Regions from separate parts of the Oryctolagus cuniculus genome. Here region 2 is linked to region 1. The links are chromatin contacts, called in public Hi-C maps. All regions are on one chromosome and are shown on one strand. Each heading gives the region's core, a stretch centred on a gene start, on an enhancer-like site or on the middle of the called end of the contact. The rest is flanking DNA. Distances are from core to core; before and after follow the strand shown.

Region 1 (5,754 bases), core at 739-3,238:
GTTGCACACTTATACAAGTCCCCTTGCATCCATGGCCATTAGAACTGATACAGTCTTAAGCCTGTGGAGTGTAAAAGATTGAGGACTTGAAACACATTTAGAACATTAGTTTTTTTTTTTTGTTTTTTTTTTTTGTATATGATCATTTTGAGCTTTCTGAAAGTGGTCAAGGTCAGTATTTCTAGGTCGACTGTGGTTCACATCGTACTCAGACCTGGATTGGAGGTACTGTTTAAAGAAATTCTCATTTTCATGGCACTATCCTAATTAAAAATGGACAGGAGTTACTCAGTACTTCTGTGCCCAGATGTCTGAGCCTGGTTATTTGAATGTAGCTCATACTGTTTCTACAGCATTATCCCATGTGCCCAGTGTCCCAGCTCCACACCTTGCACATTCAGGGAAAAAAGGAGCCGTTCTACAAAAAGGCCAAGCATCAGGGCCTCACAGAGCTGGAAAAAATTAGATTCTAGTTGCACTGCTGCCACTGAATAACTAGGTGACTGTAGACAGGTCGCTTTGCTCCTTTAGACTGGAGATTTCTCACCTGTGAAATGAGAAAATTAGATTTAGTATCTTCAAAGTCACTTCAAACACAAGTATAACAATTACTTGATTCATTAAAAAAAAAAAAAAAGAAAGAAAAAGAAGCCAAAACAGCACCAGTAGTGACCAACAGCTAATGTGTATTACAAATTCCCAGGCACCTTCAAAGCCCTTTACATTTAATAACAGCCAGCTAGGACATAAGCACTGTGATGCTGAGTCCTGAATATAGAGAAGTTAGCAACTTCCCCAAGGGTGGTGTGCAAGTCGCAGAACTGTGACGTGAATCCAAAGTCTGACTGCAGCTCCAGACTGTCAGCCACTGCCAAATTCAAAGAGCGTTGACAGGAAGTGATGTCACAAGAAGAAGAAAAGAGGGAAAAAAGGCTCATTACTCTCTGGCCATCATGCTCTGTCTGGAATCTTCCTCTAACCTTGATGAAAGGATGTAATTAATCTGTAATTAAAGTAATAACAGGGTTTCTTGAGCAGGGAGCCGGTTAGGAAGTAGCTTCACTGTAGTGCTTTGAACACAAGAGGGCACCATGACAAAGCTTACCGCCTGAATCTTCCAGGTGGTGGGAGGGCAAAACTTGCTGGGACAAACTTCAAAAGAAATATGGCCAAGCTGAGACTTCATTTATCACCTTGGGATAGCCAGTCTTTATCCCTGTAAAAATACAGAATACAAATAATAGATAAATCAGCACGATCACATTCCTGCTTGATAGCATCACCAGTCTTCTAGAGAAGACGGCTTCAAATCTCTAGCTTTGTGTTACATCCCGAGGTGCACGTGGCTTCTTAATATCCCCCCTTGCTCTAAAGCTCCAGATGGCTGTCTTCTTAGCAGGAGATAGAATTAAGCTTGGCAATGAGGGATATTTTATTTAAATCTGCTTTTAAAAAAATCTTTCTTTCATGACTTCTTGCCACACTGTTGTTCCATGTGATCAGAAATGAGAATGATTTAAAGAAAGGAATTGGTTCCCTTCAGTGGGGGAACTTATTGTGCCCAGGTGAGAAGGGACAATGCAGAAAAGCTGGGGCTGTTTGGTGCGAGGCTTCCCTGGCTGGCCCCTGGAGGCTGTGAGGAGCGGCTTGGAACTGTGTTTAAAAGATAAAAATAACAGAGGGAGAGCGGGCACCTGTCCCAGCTGTGGGAGAGTCCCTGTCAGACACATGGATGCTTTTAATTAATTAGAGCGCTAGTCAACCCTCCTGAGTGTGCAGGACAGGAGGAATTCATTTGCAAGCCTTGACAAAAGATGAGTCTTGGGCACACAGCCCCATGGCCCATATGTTATTGTCGTGTTACCCATCAGTCAGCAGTTTTCTTCTCCGACGTGCTGACGGGTCTTCCCGTGCAGTTAGCTTTGTTTGGAAAAAAGTTTCAAGTCCTTGCAAATGACTATAAACTGAAGAACTGGGAACCCTGATCAGGAAACAATCAGAGTACTACGTACAGCTTAATAAAAGTAGCCTTTCTAATCCCCCAAGCCTTGAGTCATCAGCGTGATTTAGACCACCTCTAGCAGGTAAGCAAGGCGTGTTACCCTGCTACTAGGAAGGCAGAGACAAAAACTGCCCCATCCCCCACCCCCTTGCCTTTTCTCTGCTGAGAACCCATTTGTAATGCAGTGAGTGTGCTTTGGCACAGAGTGAATTTTAGAGCTCCTGCTTAGCTGGCTGGGTTACAAGACAACTCAAAACAATATAAAACCTCCGAGGACACTCCTCTTGGGAGGAGTAAAAAATAAATAGTTAGTTCTGCTTTTGGAATAAGGGCTGAGAGCATGTGACTGGGGTTCAGGGCCGGCCCAAGAAGCGTCCGGCCCTAAACGCTCTGGGATCCTCCTGTTCTGTTGCCCTGGCCCATCTCTCTGCTTTCTCTCGTCTTTTTCTCCTTTTCTGCTCAGCCCTTTATTCCTTCCCCCTGCCTTTTGTCCCTTTTATCTTCATACTGTCTTCTTTCCATCCTTCCTTTCTTCCTTCTCCAGGGTCTGCCATGGTTTCATTGGGCAGTCTTCAGTCCCAGGGTGGCCCTCGTGGGAATTCCTGGCCAAGGCTGTGTCCAGAGCAGCCTCCTATGATGTACCCTTAAAACAACTGGCAGCCTGGTGGAACTTCATTGTTTTATTGTTTTTCTTTGTGAAGAGAAGCAAAGAAGATCATATCATGGAATCTAAATCTACAGCCTCTACAAATAGTTACCAGTTACACCTGGGCCTCTGCCACCCATGTGGGAGACCAAATGAAGTTCTAGGTTCCTGGCTTCTGCCTAACCTAGCCCTAGTCATTGCAGCCTTCTGGGGGGGGGGGGGGGTGAACCAGCAGATGGCAGATCTCTTTCTCTGTTTCCCCTCTCTGTCAACTTTACCTTTCAAATAAAATAAATCTTTTTTTTAAAAGTCAGGTTGCTTGAATGGTGAGTGAGTGAATGACAAGCAGAAGGCTGGGCCTTGGGGGAGAACCTGCCTGAAAGATACACAAGCACAGTTTGGTGCTCTTGTTTTCCATGCATCTCAGAAACAGAATTGCTACGTGTCCCAGGTGTGGAGTGCACAAAGTAAAGAGGACCCCTGACAAAAATGGAAGGCCTGGAACTTTCCAGTCTCTTTGTAAAGACCTTGATGAAATGGGTTGGGTGTGGAATTCTGAGACTGGTTTTGCCTATCCAGTGCTCAACTTTTTTCTGGATTGAAGCTCTCACTTTCCTTTTTCACTGGGGGAGAGCCCATGTCTGGTAAGCAGAAACAAGGCTGAGTTTCAAACAGGAAAAAAGTTAGCAAAGGACCTACCTCCAGAGGTGTTACTTGAGCCAATTAGCACTGGGTATAGGAGGTAGAGGGTCCTAGGAGGCTGGGACAAGTGAGTTCTTAGAGAGGAGTGAGAAGCAGTAGGAGAGTGAGGGAGGCTCACAGGGCATGTTTGAACACCTGGGTGCTATTTGACCAGGGAACATGGCAGAAGTTCTTGATGTGAGGATGTCACTCCCAGGCAGGATAGCAAGGAGTAAAGACTTTCCACTCTGCACTAAGAGGGCAAGACAAGAGGCAGCCTGATAAGTTCATGGGGCCCCATTGGCATCCAGTGTTAATGATCAGAATAAAACAGCAACTGAGCACCTTAGTTTAAAGATCATCGCTTAGACCAGCATGGCAAAATGTTCTAATTACAGATACCTGCTTTCCTCTTTTCTCCCTGGAATGGATCCGATGATCTCCTCATGTTGGGCTCCTGTTGTATCTAACTATCTTGTGGTACATAGACAACCAGCCTGTGCCAATCTTCTGAGACCTGTGGCTCAGGGACCTGCACTGTCTGCTGGTGTTATCTGAGAAACCCTTGTACAAAAGCTGTTGTATCAAGGCATATGTCCAGCTGTGACTCCAGCAGTTCTTACACAGCTTCAGTTTGATCAGAGCAGCAAGCACGTGTTGTATGGTAGGAGCTAGGAAAACTGGCAACATCCTAAGAGGTCCTCAGTACATATTAAAGAAGACAAACTAGAATAATGGACATTTCTCACTGTTCTTAGAAAGGAGTAATTCATGTTTTCTTCCTTCCTTGTTTCTTTTTTAAACTTATTTGTTTGAAAGAGTTGCAGAGAGAAAATGAGAGAGTGCTTCCATCTGATGGTTCACTCCCACAATGGCTCAGACTGTCCCAGGCCAAAGCCAAAAACCAGGAGCTTTGTCTGCATCTCCCATGTAGGTGGTAGGGGCCCAAGCACTTGGACCATCTTCTGTTGCTTTTCCCAGGCCATTAGCAGGGAACTGGATTAGAAGTGGAGCAGCAGCTGGAACTCAAACTGGCACCCATATGGGATGCTGGCATCAGTAGCTTTACTCACAATGCCACAGTGCTGACCCTGGCCTTCTTTAATTGGTATGACTTTGTGGTTCTTCCACACAGAGACATGTCTGGAAGAATGACTTCACTTAAAAATTAAGGTGGGTTCTAAAGTCTAAATATCTTTTTCAAAGTTATCTTGGTTTTAGAAGATCATGACTAATTTTGCTCTAGTAATACAATTTCTGAGCATAAACACCCTTCAAGTCTTTCTTATATCCAATCTAATCACCTTCAGGTTCCATTTTGATATCTGGTTGTTGACAGTTGCGTTCCTTGTCAGGCTCTGCTGTAGCTGATTTTTGCTTCTGGGGTAGAGGGCTGTGGTTAAAGATCTGTTCTGACATTCTTTTCTCTCTGCCTTTTTAGTGATCAAGTTGTGTTTTTTGGTAACATCATAGTAATATTCTAAGATCGAATGTCTACATACCAAGATTCCACCTGGATGATATATCACACACTGTCAGCTCCCCCTTCTCTGTTGGTCTCTGCATGCATCACCTGGCTTTCTTGATTCATTTCTGGGTCCTTTGTTCTATTGAACACCAACTCGGTAACAGATAAAAGCTTTTGACTGTGTGTCACATACATGCTACCTGACACACGTGGCATGTGACCTCAGCATTCTACTAATATAGTGATGGAGAATATTATTTCCATCTGGCAAGTGACCTGTGATGATCCTTATGACTCAGGGTGCTGGGGGAAGGTTGACTCACCTGCCCAAGTCTGCTTGATTCCTACAGTCTTGTGCAGGCCCAGGCCCCGAGGCAATGAGACTTAGCCTGGAGGATTTGGGATAGGGTCTCAAATAGTCTTGTTCCTGGGTCACATGCTTCCTGAATAAATGCCAGATACCTAAATCAGCACTGAGCCTACCAGTCTCTCACTTTGTCTTAGTGATTTTTTAAAAATCCATTTCTCTGTTTTCTGGGGACCAGCTATGTCTGTGTCCACTGAGAGGGAAGCAGCCCTCAACTATGGCCAAGACTACTGACAAAGTACTTTTTATAACATCATCTATATGAACAGAGAATGAGTGATTAACTTCTTATAAGATCGCTGTATCATTCCTAACTCCTATTTGTCTTCAATACCTCCTGGTCTTAAAGAATTCCTATTTCATACCTAATTTAAACCTGATCTTATTAAATTGGCAAGGTTGACCCTTGGGGTTTTATCTCCCTCAGGACAGGGTCTGGGTGTGGCGTGAGAGGGTCATTTTCACCAGGCAGCAGTCATGTCTGAGGGCCAAGCTCTCCACGAGCGCCAGTTCTGTCTTATCAGCCCTGTGCTCCCACAGCTAAGTCCGGTACATAGTCCTGCTCCCAACCTTAAGGACACTCAGAGGCA
Region 2 (5,376 bases), core at 641-3,140, 1.4 Mb after region 1:
ATCATTTCTACCTCTGTGTAAGCAAAGGTGACTTAACCCCTAAAAGGTTTTTTATTTTTAATTTGAAGCCGTAAACATATTTATTATTGAAATTAATTGTAATGTAGCTATATGCCAATATTTGTGATTAGAGCTGAAATTTTGAAATTGCATATCAGTGTGACACACAATTGGGCATATCAAAATTGAGTGAAGTCACATTTCATTCTGCATCTTGCACATCTAATTGGCTTATTCCAGTGCTCACATTTCTGCTCAGCTATTCCAAATCAGAGGTCACTACTTCTCTCAACTAAAGTGAAAAATTGAGATAATCATTTCTTGCAACTTTCTGCTTGCTATCTTCTCTGGGAACCAGATATATACTTAAACATCCTGACTTTCCTGACAGCTAATCCCAGTGGATAAGGGAGGTTTCATGGAGATAAGGGCCAGACAGGCTGATAATATCAACAAAAGAGGAAGAAATCTGAGGAGGCAACAAAGATTAAGTACAGGGCTTCCACCTAGCTTTGGAGTATGGTACACAATAGGCCTAGAGACTTAGGGCAGCTTTCAAAAAGAAGTCTAATTTATAGGCAGAATAATAGCTCCAACACATGCTACAATGATTCAAAAACAAAAGACATGTTTGAGTGAACTGAGATAAATACTACATAATCAACCTACTCTATATTTTTTAATAAAATATAGTTGACGTAACTTTTTAAAGATTTATTTATTTGTTTGCTTGTTTATTTTAAAGGCAGAGTTCCAGAGAAAGAGGGAAAGACAGAGAAAGAAAGATCTTCCATCCCCTGGTTCACTCCCCCAAATGGCTATAAACAACAAGGGCTGATCCAGGCCAAAGCCAGAAGCCCAGAACTCCATCCAGGTCTCCCAAAGGGGAAGAGAGGGCCCAAGCACTCAGGCCATCTTCTGTGCTTTCCCACACACATTAGCAGGGAGCTGGACAAAGTGTGGAGTGCCCAAGCCTCAAAATGGCATTTTTATGGGATGCCAGTGTCAATACCGGCCCCAAGGTAACATGTTTGATACAAAATTCTTCAATAAAGGTTCTGTAAACAAATCTGCTCCAAAATGACATTTTATATCAGCTGACTACTATGCCCACTTTATGATTTGTGAGTGCTCTAAATGTATGTAAATACTATGTCTTTCCATTATATTTTACTAGGGAGCAGATGATACATATTTCACATGCATTTTCATCAGACTGCTTATGACTCTAGAAAACCTGGATTAATACCAAAGGATGGCTATAGAACTTTTATAAGAGATATATAAATCTTGGCTCAATAAAGAACAGAAACTATCAAGTTCTAATTGTAAGACCTACAGAAGAATAACTTAAGTCCACAATGATGAATCCTTCAGACATAAAACATCCTTCAGCTTCCTAGGCAGCTTCAGCTCCAGCTTGCTAGGCAGGTAGCTGACTTCAACTATCCAAGTAGATTAGCTCCTTTTAGGCTTTGAGCTACTGAAAGAATCTTATAGTCTAGGCAATAACACACTGAAATGAATTTTTCTTCTAGCAGTTTTTTCAACAAGCAATTCTAAATGCTGCAGTGCAAGCCATAGTTCCCTTATTCTATTTTCTTGGGAAATCAGAACTATGTTAGATAATGGTACTGAAGGTACTGCATTATGGACTGTTATTGTGCAACCAGAAAATATGTGTTTCTTTGGCAGGTCAGGAGAAGTTCACTGGTTCCCACAATGACAGTGGGGCCAAGGAGGGAAATTTGTTTCCTCTCCTGGTTTCCTCCAGGAATCCCCAAAGAGACATGGACATTACAATGCTTACAATTCCCAATTCATACTTGGGAGTCCAGGATATAAAACTGTCACATGGCAACAAGGCTTACAATAGCCAAGAGTAAAGACTTTCTTGCCAATAATAAGAACCAGTGGTTTAATGGCCTAGTTGGAGGCAATCCCAGTCACTGAAGTCCCTTATAGTGAAAAAGTTGCTTTTCCAATATCTTCCATGGCTGGATGGCTTAGAATAACAGCCCTGACTAGGCATTCTTCCAAGTTCAAAAATCGAAGTTTATGTTTATGATGATAGGACTCAAAATGTAATGGTACTAAAAGCCAGAGATGGCATTAAAGTACCAATGTTAAAAGTGCCATGGATTCCAGTATATTGGAACACAATAGGTTGACAGGGAGAACAAAGAGTCCTTAACAACCTTAAAACTAGGTAAAGTGATCTTATGTAAGTACTAGAGGAAAGGCCTCTACCTGGCCAAAAGTCAGGATCTTCTGTCACACAGTCATGGTGAACTGTAGCCACTGTCTTATTGCCTCTATCCAGGACACTAACACCATCTAACATTTCCTGAGTGTCCTCTATGGTAAGTACTGTCTTAATCAGGAATTAATATTATTGTAGTCATTGTAAAAATTAATATACTACTACATTTATTTTTTAAAATTTCTATGTATTTGAGAGGCAGAGAAGGAGAGAAACAGGACAACCCCAACCACTGGTTTACTTCCTAGATGCCCACAATGGTCAGGCCAGGCCAGGGCTGGAACCAGGAGCTGGGAATGCTAAATGATAGGGACTCAATTACTTTGGGCCACCTCAGGTGCTTCTCAGGGTCTGCATTAGCAGAAAACTGAAATCAGGAGCTAGAGCGGTGAGGAGTCAGATGGGTTAATAGATAGTCAGGGGATCCCAATGGAATTTGGGGTGTAAAATATTTGCAAAAACAAACCTGCCACCTTCCTTCCTTCGGAATCTTCCAAATTTACCATGGAATAGCAATGGAGCACTTCCTGAGCTCGCAGCTTATTGTGAAAATAAGTTATCTATCCCACCCTTAGCAGGCCAGACAGGAAGGAGAATTATAAATGAGGTCTTTTGATGGTTTTTGTCTCCTCCTGGTCACTGAGAATGCCAATCTGATTGTCAATTTTTTTCCTTCAAAATTGTACTTAAAGCCTACTGATACTAGTCCCCTTTGAATTTTCCTCTCTTGGAAGCCCCCCTCCACACCACAGGAGGTCCTTGATTCTAATAAATACTTTTAAATCTCTTTGCTATCTGCTTGGAAATTCTTCTTCCATGTGAGACAAAGAATTGAGGTAACAATAATTTCTCTGCTGCCATTTTCCTGTAACAGAGCCAGGAATCAAGCCCAGGTTTTCCAATGTGTTGTGGGAGTCTTAAATGCTTGATGAAATGCCCACTCACACATTTAATTTTTAACACAATTCAGTGATTTAGTTATGGAATTATTGTCCCCATCTATGGTTTAGAAAACTGATGTTTTAGATAGTTAAGGATGTTACACAATGTTGTACAAAAAATAAATATTAGTGCTGAAAATTCGTTTTCATGCTGCAAGATACTAACTCTCTGATTTCAAGGAAGTATGGTTTTCTTTCTTTCTTTTTTTTTTTTTTTATTTTTTGACAGGCAGAGTGGACAGTGAGAGAGAGAGACAGAGAGAAAGGTCTTCCTTTGCCGTTGGTTCACCCTCCAATGGCCGCCGCAGCCGGCGCGCTGCGGCCGGCACACTGCGCTCGGCACACTGCGCTGATCCGATGGCAGGAGTCAGGTGCTTCTCCTGGTCTCCCATGGGATGCAGGGCCCAAGCACTTGGGCCATCCTCCACTGCATTCCCAGGCCACAGCAGAGAGCTGGTCTGGAAGAGGGGAAACCGGGACAGAATCCGGCGCCCCAACTGGGACTAGAACCCGGTGTGCCGGCGCTGCAAGGCTGAGGATTAGCCTAGTGAGCCGCGGCGCTGGCCGGAAGTATGGTTTTCAGTGTCTTATTTTCCTCCACTGTTAGCTTTTGTATGAACAGAGAAGTATTTCTCTTTGAATTAAAAGAACACAGGACTAGAAAATCTAATTTGAGTCTCTACATCTGATTTCTATGTAGAATGGTTTAAAGAGCATTGCTTAGCAGGTTTCTTTTTGCACTACTTTCCCATTTACTAAAAGTGAGTATCACATTTTATGTTCAGATGTGTTGACCAAGCAGACTACTGCTGCTCCAGGCTCCCCCCAGCTCCCTACTCTCAATCATATTCATGATGATTCCACATTCATCAGAGGTATTTCTCTCTTCAAATGGGTCTGATCACTCCTGCTACATAGAGAACAGAGCATGAACTCAACCAAGCTTCATGGCCCCAGTCCCTGTTCACTGTCCAGTTCAGCTTTCTGCCTGCTATTCCTGAATGCTGGCTAGTCTCCACACCATGGAAATTACAGCTGGTTCATTTTGGTCATTTTGAGAGATCGAAAATCCTTATGTAGTGTCCATAGTCATCTCTAACCTATGTGGTGTGTGGTGATTCCAACAAAGTATTGGTCCACCAGTATCACATGGCAAATCCCAGGTCTTTGTCCACTGCTTTTATACCAACATCATGTGAAAGTGTTGTTCTTTTGAGTTCTAGGAACGAATAACACTTTGCCATGCATATCCTCTCTTTCTTGTGCTTTTAAAAATAATAATATACATGTTTACTTTTACATGTATAGAATATTTAGGAATACACATGCTCTCTTTACTGTCTACTCTTTGAGAGTCTACTCTTCTGAGACTTTTAAGTCACATGGCCTCATAGCAAAGTACTGTAGAAACACATTCAGTATCCACCTCCCATGCCCTAGCTGTGTCCCTACCTGAGCCTGCCCAATACCCTTTCACTAAGACTGAATGTGTTGTGGTGAACCTAGTCCAAGTTGGTGAATGTTTTCTCTATCTATCTGTCAGTCTCTGTCTCTCTGCCTCTCAAATTAAATGATAAATATGTAAATTAAATGACATTACCAGTTAAATAAATAAATATGTAAAAGTAGTTTTGGCTTCATTGCTCTGAATGATAACTATACCTCTAATCCCCTGCTTGGAAGAGGTTTAATGATGTGTTTGCAAGCTTTATCCTCTTCCTTCTGGGAGTATTATTATGTTTACATAGGGTTCCCTCTACACATTATATTCATTTTTGGAAGTGATGTCAATGAAAATGATTCAGTTCGTTTTTCATTATTCTACGATGTCAGATGTTTTTTTCCCACAAAACCACACACATTGACACCTAAAATAGATTAACACATTCCTTTTACACCAACCTCTTCACTTCATTTTCAGAATAGGTTGCATGCCTCCGGCAATGTGACAGCTCTCAAATCTACACAGCTCTACTCACCGAGCCTGAGAGAGACGCTCATGATTTGATGGCGTATACTGTGAAGGGCCTTCTTTCTGATTTCCAGACTTTAAGTAACAGGATCTAATTTCCCCTGTAAGGTCACAAAATTTCATCAAAGAATATTTCACAATTATTTGTATACAATCATTCAGCTTTTGCTACATTCAAGTTAAAGGCCTCATTTTGGACT

What was found. A called contact is a pair of places that touch in the nucleus more often than the background predicts.
Region 2: a Hi-C map of embryonic fibroblasts shows a contact between it and region 1, with 2.8 times the contacts expected there. The contact joins two enhancer-like sites. A contact is called at or near these places in 2 of 6 Hi-C or Micro-C datasets (embryonic fibroblasts and an unstated tissue).

The regions. Positions count from the first base shown.
Region 1 is chr13:51,357,508-51,363,261 of mOryCun1.1, forward strand. All of the region lies in intron 9 of DISC1 (DISC1 scaffold protein), which reads left to right. Among named protein-coding and RNA genes, the nearest start is that of DISC1, 180 kb to the left of the region's middle. Within about 2 kb of position 1,989, at least 1 of the 8 cell types and tissues checked has an H3K27ac peak or open chromatin away from gene starts, as enhancers often do.
Region 2 is chr13:52,707,646-52,713,021 of mOryCun1.1, forward strand. It overlaps PCNX2 (pecanex 2), which reads right to left. Exons shown (of 34, transcript XM_051821460.2): 8 at 5,184-5,277. Among named protein-coding and RNA genes, the nearest start is that of PCNX2, 60 kb to the right of the region's middle. Within about 2 kb of position 1,891, at least 1 of the 8 cell types and tissues checked has an H3K27ac peak or open chromatin away from gene starts, as enhancers often do.